Linked DNA regions of Mus musculus: region 2 is linked to region 1. Evidence: chromatin contacts called from public HiChIP or PLAC-seq data. All regions are on one chromosome and are shown on one strand. The core of a region is the stretch at or near the end of the contact, and the rest is flanking DNA. Distances in the headings are between cores, read along the strand shown.

Region 1 (4,424 bases), core at 987-3,486:
GGGGGCTACTGAGATAGCTGACCGTGCAAAGGTGCTTGCCATTAAGCCTCACAGTTCACCTGAGTTCAATCCCCAGCACCAATACAGTGGAAGAAGAGAATCAAAATCAGACAACCAACTCTCGAGTTGTCCTCTGACCTTCACACATGTGTCATGGCTGGCATGTGTGTTCTTGCATGTGCTCGCGCATGCACACACACACACAAATAAACATTTTAATGGAGAGCAGTTAGGTTATGTATCAAATATCTCAGCTAACCAAGAATAAAGTGGTAGAAAGAAAGAAAAAAGAAAAAAAGAGCCGGCGGTGGTGGCGCATGCCTTTAATCCCAGCACTTGGGAGGCAGAGGCAGGTGGATTTCTGAGTTTGAGGCCAGCCTGGTCTACAAAGTGAGTTCCAGGTCAGCTAGAGCTACACAGAGAAACCCTGTCTCGAAAAAACAAAAACACAAGAAAGAAAGAAAGAAAGAAAGAAAGAAAGAAAGAAAGAGAGAGAGAGAGAGAGAGAGAGAGAGAGAGAGAGAGAGAGGGAGAGAGAGGAAGGAAGGAAGGAAGGAAGGAAGGAAGGAAGGAAGGAAGGAAGGAAGGAAGGAAGAGAGAGAGAGAAAGGGAAAAGGAAAGGGAACAGGAAAAGGGAAGGGAAAAGGGAAGGGAAAAGGGAAGGGAAGGGAAGGGAAGGGAAGGGAAGGGAAGGGAAGGGAAGGGAAGGGAAGGGAAGGGAAGGGAAGGGAAGGGAAGGGAAGGGAAGGGAAGAAATGGGAAGAAAGCAAACCTCACCAAATTGAAGTGACAGCAGGTGACCTGAACAGCTGCCTGACAACATGCTGAAATAGGCAGTTATGAGTGACTGGGAAGCAGAAACACTACAAGGCCACCCTGAAGTAAAGGTTAGGGGGAGGACATTTAGCTGTTAAGAGTTTGAGAAGAAGCATATGCAAACAAATTCAACTGGCCCACAGTAGCCAGAGACAGGCTCACCATCCCTCTCTGAGCTAAGACCTCATGCAAACCATGAAGGACAGAATCCCAACTGAAGATAGCCACATTGCACCTCCTCCCTTCAGCCTCAACCCTGGCGGAGCAATCCTAGCAAGGGTTGCTGATTCTGTCCGGATCTCTTCCAATAGACCCGCATATAGAGATGGTGTTCTTCCCAGACCTATCTATCACCTTCAAAGAGAAACTATTTATCCATTCCAGCACCACATCGTGTGTGTGTGTGTGTGTGTGTGTGTGTGTATGTGTGTGTGTGTGTGTGTGTGTGTGTGTGTGTGTAGGGGGGTGCTGATGGTATCCACATTTTGAATGTTTCTACTATGGTAAATAGATTTATGCCCTAGTCCATTATAATTTAGCTCTCTTCTATACTACTTACCCAGTATAAACATCCAGGTTTATTTTCTATATGCTTATTTGTATTAGGTCCATCTCAGGGTTTCTGCCTTTTTTTTTTTTTAATGCTTCTTGCCTTTGTCATCTCGGTGGGCTACACACACTGCTCATTTCAAGGTTTTTCAAGATCTCCCCCTCCGGAATTTTCATTACTACCAATGCTTCTCTATCAGAGCATTCCTTAGTGCTGTTCTTGACTCTTGAATACACATCCTTAATAAAGACATCCCTTAGTTTGGGGGGTGGGGGGAGGAGGTGCTGGGGAGCTTCGGAATTAGTCTCTGAAGTTTTGTTATCTACATACTGAGGGTGGTCTCTTTGTTAAAATTTTAGCTGTCCAGACTTTAAGGTCACGCGATTAGTATTCCCTTGGGAATCACTGGGCCTTTCTTTGAAAGAGCTGTCCAATTTTCAGGCCACACTAAATAACTGCCCATTCAGAAGCTTGGCCAGAAAAGAATGTCGGTGTTTTCCGGCAGGTAAAGGTGCCTGGGGGTCAGGGAGAGAGGGAAAGGCAAGGGGTGGAGTGGGAGGCGGGTGATCGACAGGGATAGAAACGGTGTCTCCTCCTCCCACTGAATGCGAAATAGCCAATGGGGTGGCTCGGCCGGGCCGGCCGGGCGGCCAGTGCCATATAGTATGCAGCAACCGGAGGAGTCACGTTGGGGGAACGGCAGAAAGCAGCTATCCGTTTACACTACTTTGCTCTAGCAGCTATCTTAATGGTGACTGCGTGGCCTGGGGGAAACCTGATCGGCCAGATCCAGCCGAAACCGGGAGGGAGGGAGTGGGCTTTCCGGAGGGGGGAGGGGGAGGGAGGCGAAGAAGGAGGAGTAAGAGAGGGGGAAAGAAAGAGGAAAAGAGTGCGAGGGAGTGAGGGAGGGAGGAAAATAAACAACAAAAAATGTCCTCTTCCTCCCCCACCGGGCAGATTGCAAGTGCGGCGGACATCAAGCAGGAGAATGGGATGGAAAGCGCCTCGGAAGGACAGGAGGCGCACCGAGAAGTGGCGGGGGGCGCGGCGGCTGGGCTGAGCCCCCCGGCTCCAGCTCCTTTCCCCCTGGAGCCGGGGGACGCCGCGGCTGCCTCCAGGGTAAGCCGGGAGGAAGGGGCAGCGGCGGCGGGAGCGGCAGATCAGGTACAACTCCACTCGGAACTTCTGGGCAGGCACCAGCACGCAGCCGCCGCGCAGCCCCCACTGGCCTTCTCGCCGGACCATGTCGCCTGCGTGTGCGAGGCGTTGCAGCAGGGGGGCAACCTGGACCGCCTGGCCCGGTTTCTTTGGTCCCTGCCCCAGAGCGATCTGCTACGTGGCAACGAGAGCCTTCTGAAGGCGCGAGCGCTCGTGGCCTTCCACCAGGGCATCTACCCTGAGTTGTACAGCATCCTCGAGAGCCACAGCTTCGAGTCGGCCAACCATCCGCTGCTGCAGCAGCTCTGGTACAAGGCGCGCTACACCGAGGCCGAGCGAGCGCGCGGCCGGCCGCTGGGCGCCGTGGACAAGTACCGGCTGCGCAGGAAATTCCCCTTGCCCCGCACCATCTGGGACGGCGAGGAGACGGTGTATTGTTTCAAGGAGAAGTCGCGCAACGCGCTCAAGGAGCTCTACAAGCAGAATCGCTACCCCTCGCCGGCTGAGAAGCGGCACCTGGCCAAGATCACCGGCCTCTCCCTCACCCAGGTCAGCAACTGGTTCAAGAACCGGCGGCAGCGTGACCGAAACCCCTCCGAGACCCAGTCCAAAAGGTGAGCGCCAACTTTCCTCCTCCCCCTTCCTCCCCCCACCCTTTCCCAGCTTTCTTTTCCTCCTAGCGCTCGAAAACATGGCGCTTACCTTCCCCACCAGCCTGGTCCGGCTGCCCACCTCTCCCCGCCCCCCACCTCGCTTCCCTACCGGGGTGGTAGGGGGGACGACGGTGGCAACGAGCGGGCGGGGGATCCTCCCTCCTAACCCTCCCCCTCCTGCCCCCAGAAGTTTCTGGTCGCCCTCTTAGGTCCAGTCCCCGCCCCCACCTCGGCTGGTCACTGCTGCCCGGCTTCCCACCCCCATCCTGCTGCCTTTGAAGTTGCCACTCTCGCCTTGGTTCTTTTAGGGAATGTGTGCGCACGCTGCCGGCAAGGCTGCTCTCACGGCAGCTCTGGGCCCGCAGGGGCTGCCGGCGCCGGCCGGGGTCCCTGCCTCCGCGGGGTTACCCGGAGCCTGGAGTGCGCACACGCTCCAGGGTACCCAGGGTTCGACTGAAGCCCGGGCTTGCCCTGGAGGTCACCAGGGGCTCTCTGGAAGGAAAAGGAGAGTTAATGGAGACTAGTGGCTCAGATGGGGTCTGGGGACGTCGAGGCTTTAATATGACAGAGTTAATCATTTACCCTGCCCGCCGCGGTTCCCATCGCTGCTAGGGCAGCGTGGGGTGTGGGTGCTGCTCGTCTCTGCGGTGTTTTGAAACCTGATTCTGAACAACTTCGGATCGGGTTACAGTGCCTCAGAGGTGGCAGGACTGAAGGACAGTTTCTTGGACCCCCTAACACAGCATGATCCCCTACTGACTTTGGGAATAGGAGACAAGCCGGCTGGCATAAGGTGGGCAGCAGGAAAGAAGTAGGGGAGCTATCCACTCAGTCCTCCTTCAGCCATCCTACACACACACAGACCCACACACACTCTCTCTCTCTCTCTCTCTCTTTCGTATAAAATGCAGGGTTTTTGTTTTGTTTTGTTTTGTTCTTCTCTTTTGTGTCTGCTAGAGTCAGACCCTTGGCTGTGTGTGGGTGTTTGTGTGTGTGGGTGTGTTGTTGTTTAGGTGTGTAGTGGTTGTTGTTGCTGCTGCTGCTGCTGCTGCTGCTGCTGTTGTTGTTGTTGTTGTTGTTGTTGTAAGGGTAAAGTAAGCAGAAGGTTGATGGCCCCCTCCCCGCGGGGATTGGGGAGAAGAGAATCAAAATGCAGTTCAAATGTTTTGCTCTGGGAAGGAACCCGGGAGCCATGGAAGCAGCCAGCCTGGGCCAGGTGAAGGTGATCACCCTGCGCATTCCAGAGC
Region 2 (4,424 bases), core at 743-3,242, 36 kb before region 1:
CTCCGGAAGAGCAGTTGGGTGCTCTTACCCACTGAACCATCTCACCAGCCCAAGTTGAGAATTCTAACTCACCAACACCTGCATTAGCTATAAAACCCAGACAGTCAACAGTTGTCACTGGAAGATAAGCCGGGTGGCTACATCTCTCAGAGCTTACGTTTTCATGCAGCAAAGCAGCTTCTTAGGTAGCCATTTCTAAAGCACTTCTTTGTTTTGGCAATAAGCAATTCGATCATTTTTTCCTATCACTGTGCCTCTGAAAGGTATGTTAAAATGCTATGCTCTACCGGATGGATTAATATGAACTTATAAAACTATGCTTATACTAATACTGCTTCCTGGTCATTGTGTTTCTAAATTACAGATAATGACAGGTTTTAGAAAAATTACTGCTGAATTACAACTCACCATAAATTCTGAGTTTTCACTACTTGACATTAATGAAAGCACAAGGTACAACCGACACATTAGTAAGCGGAGAGCTTGCCAAGTAACACTGAAGTCAGATGCATTAATTAAGGAAAGTCTCTATCTTTACTAAGTCACAGCATTCCAACACACAAAACAGCTTAGAGACACAGAAATTTAGAGCAATCACCTAATGCCTTGGTTCCTGCTTTATTCATCTATAAAATAAGAGCTTGGAATACATGCTCTCTGAGATCTCCTCCTACCCAAAAACCTTAAGTGCCTAAGAAATTGGAAAATAAACTCATTCATCATTTTAAATGACATCAGTTGTAGCTACAGACATGTTGTAATGGCCGTTCCATCCATAAATTAAATTGAAAACAAGTGATAAACGAGCAAGTGTGCTTGTTTGAATGTTGTGGGGAACACCGACAAGAACTGCACTGCCTAACTCCTTAGATATAAATTTCTTAACTTCATTAATTTCATTTAAATGGGAGAAGGGGGAGCCACTCTGAATTCCTAACATTCTAATACCAAAACTCCTAAAAAGAAAAAAAAAATCTGTAATCTGATCCATTAAAATAAATTGCCGACTATGTGATTTATGAACTGCCTTTGGGCTGTATGATATCTATACATAGTAATAAGTCACCTCTATACAGCAGTTGATAAATTCAATTTTTAAAATGTGCTGCAAGAAAAAATGTTGAGTTTTCTTTTCTTGGATCTTTTGGGTATCAAATCCCCTCATCCCCTGCTTATACTGGGGACTAAACTCAAGGCCTTGCCCAAGCTGGGTATGGACTCTACCACCAGGCTTCCCCCCAGTCCTCTGTGTTTTCTTCTTTAACTTTATATGTATATGATCTTGTGCAGCTCAGAAAACCTTTCCATCCAAGTGGTGGTCTCAATTTAATTTTGGTGAGGCACAGAGTTATTTAAAATACATTTTAAAAACATACCATAATATATAGAGCCCTTTTACCATACAGTCCTTGAAAACACTTTCAATCACTGTCTTGTTGATTCACTTGAAGCTATCTAAAACCCATTAGGCACTACTGAAAAAAGCACTTTTCAAAAGTCATGAAAATGAGACTTGCTAAGAGGTATAACACAAATGTGTGTGTATGTGTGCATATTCATGTATGTGTGTGTGTGCATATGTGTGCATGTGTGTGTTTTATTGGTGATTAAACCTCATGTGCACCAGGCAAGCATTCCACAGAGCTATATATAGCCTCAATCCTTGTTTATTAACCTTTAAAAAATAATTATTTTATATCTTTATTAATTTATTTGTATGTGTGTACATGTTGAATGTAGGCATATGTACAGAGCATGGCATGGCATGGCACAGTGTGGAAGCCTAAGAACAATTTCCTCAAGTTGGTCCTCTGCTTCCACCATAAGGCTTCTGAGATCAAACTCAGACTATCAGGTTTGGAGGCAAGAACCCTTACCCACTGAGCAATCCCACCATCCCTCAGCTTTTACTTTCTGGTTTGAGTAAGGATTTAACCAAGCTGCCCAGATAGCATTGAAATTACTCTGTATCCCAGGGCAAGCACTGACCTTGTCATTCTCCTGCCTCACAGCTTTGCAAGGAGCTAAGATGACAGGCCTACACCTCCAGACCCAGCTAAATACAGAATTTCTAAACATTAGTCTTCCAAACTTCTAGTTACTGACTTAAATTACAGCAATAATCTGCTTTGTAACACAAAAGAACATGATTACTATAACAGTAAAGGAAAAAAATACTCAAAGACAAATAAAATCAAGAAAATACTGGAAAAAAAGAAGAGAAGAGAAAAGAAGAGAAGAGAAGAGAAGAGAAGAGAAGAGAAGAGAAGAGAAGAGAAAAGACTGGAAAGGGAAAAATATAAATACATGATTTAAAAAAAAAACACACAATTTATGAGGTCAGGCATGGTGGTTTAATCCCAGCACTCAGGAAGAAGCTGGTGGATTCTGTGAGTCTGAGGCTAGCCTGGTCTACATAGAATTCCAGACCAGCCTGGCCAATAGGATGAGACCCTAATATAAATTCAAAGACTAGGTCATTTTATCTCAGTCAAGATATTATCTGATACAACGAATTGTTGCACAAAAGTAGGTTTAAAAATAGACATAAAACTATTTATAAAACAAGGATTAAAAAAAGGGAAACAGCCATGAAATTTTTACTATGAGTGACATTCAATAACCAAAGAGTCCTGATTCCCAAGGCAAAGCTCACTCTGTAGCGATAAACCCAGTCCACACGAGTAGTGTTCACTAAAGTATATCAAAGGAAACTACAACTTTAGAAAGAAATTCACCCCAGGCTGGGCTCAGTGTTGGAGACAGCACTTGCATAGTATGCAAGAGGTTCAATTCCCAATGATAGAGAAGAAAAAAACAATAAAATAAAGTTTTGTTTCAACTATTTGACAATACCTAAATCCACTAAGTATAGAAATAAACAAGCCATACTTACTATGATAGTTAACACTCTGCTAATAAAGGATTTGAGCCAGAGAAATGGATCAGCAATTAAAGGCACTTGATGTCCAGCTTGGTGACCTAAGCTCAAGAATTGCAGGTTGCACTCTGACTTTTACACATTAGTGGTGGCACATGTGTGCACACACACATTAAATTCATTCACTCACTCAATTCACAATTTATAAACCTGAAAAGGAGACACTCAAAAAGCAGGAGGCACTTGCTCTTCCTCAGTTTCTAAGGTGAGTGGCTTTTATTAAGAAATCTGTTCCTCTTGTGTGTGTGTGCGTGTATCTGTGTCTGAGTGTGTCTGTGTCTATGCACCTGTGAGACTGAGTGCATCTGTGTGCGTGACTGTGTATCTGTCTCTGTGTCTCTATGTGTCTGTCTGTGTATGTTTCTGTGTAAGCCTATCTCTGTGCATGTGCCAGTGTGTGTGTGTTTGTGTGTGTGCATGTATCTGTATGAGTGTTAGAAATCAAACCCAAGGCCTTGCACATATTAGGCAAGTACTATTACACTGAGCTACATCACCAGCACCCAAAAGTTCCTACTTTAAGTTTATTCTGAAATGTTTGGCTTTGATGGACCCAAAACTTGTATTTGGTATTCTGATCTAAAGGTCAATCAATTGACTGAGAGCGCAGAGTACAATCTGAAGAAGACTATTCCTAGAATCTGGTGTGTGGAAAACTTTTGTAACAGGGAATCTTTCCCATTCTTAAAATACACTTAGTCTCATTGTCTAAATTAAGTAAGTAGATCATGAGGCACAATCTTTGCCCCAAAAAGTAACAACACATTATAACCATTTCCAAAAGAGTTACAGTTTAGCAAGAAAACTGTATAATAGAGCAAAAGAGTGGAGGGATAGTCTTCTCTGACAACCACCATGTGGAAATGTCTGGTTACTTTCCAACTGTTTCAGCTTCTTGGTATGAGACTGCTGAGTCTGCCATGATGAAAACCGATAATGTGCCTGGCCCTGGTAAGACCACAGGAGGCTGAGTCACCAGTGTGGAATCCATTATCCTCTGAGAAAGAACCTAGTCTGGTACAGGAGAGCACAATGTACTTTCTCCAGCCACAATTTTCCTTCCCCTGCTGTCCAGCTGCCCAAAACGTAGATCCCACGGTCACTGAAACATGACCCTTTCACAGAAATAAGAGATGGATCAGGTGCTTAACAACAAAGCCACTCCGTATAATTACATCTCTAATGTTCCTTCAGTTTTACTACTCAGAAAATTACACAATTATAGGTTAAACATTCCACCTGTGTATTTGCTCCACATTGGAAACATGCTACTAAATTCAAGGCTAAAAAACTAGAGATCTTAGTTAGTTAAAAGTAACAGAACATCAAGAAACCCTGTGTCGTGACGGTGTCGCAGAGAAACAGCACAGTCATGAGTCCCTGCAGGGAGAGAAATGGAATAGTCTTTCCTAGAGCAATGTGAGAAGAGCTACCCAAAGTCTGGCTTCCTACACTTTTACCGACAGGAAAAGCATCAATCTTT

Evidence for each region. HiChIP or PLAC-seq counts read pairs in DNA pulled down with a chosen protein or histone mark.
Region 2: an H3K4me3 HiChIP or PLAC-seq map of embryonic stem cells shows a contact between it and region 1, with 70 read pairs. The contact joins the enhancer-like site here to the promoter of Six4 in region 1. A contact is called at or near these places in 3 of 39 promoter capture datasets (the 3T3-L1 cell line, liver and macrophages), 1 of 15 datasets of contacts at CTCF or cohesin (the NIH/3T3 cell line), 2 of 484 Hi-C or Micro-C datasets (the HL-1 cell line and uterus), 6 of 115 datasets of contacts at active chromatin or transcription factors (the 3134 cell line, the SCID.adh cell line, embryonic fibroblasts and 1 more) and 2 of 9 other capture datasets (adipose tissue and pancreatic islet).

The regions. Positions count from the first base shown.
Region 1 is chr12:73,111,057-73,115,480 of GRCm38.p6, reverse strand. It overlaps Six4 (sine oculis-related homeobox 4), which reads left to right and starts at 2,236. Exons shown (of 3, transcript NM_011382.3): 1 at 2,236-3,138. The coding sequence starts at 2,297. It also overlaps a transcript of Mnat1 not described here.
Region 2 is chr12:73,146,914-73,151,337 of GRCm38.p6, reverse strand. All of the region lies in intron 1 of Mnat1 (menage a trois 1), which reads right to left. Among named protein-coding and RNA genes, the nearest start is that of Gm23910, 3.2 kb to the right of the region's middle. Within about 2 kb of position 1,992, at least 5 of the 459 cell types and tissues checked have an H3K27ac peak or open chromatin away from gene starts, as enhancers often do.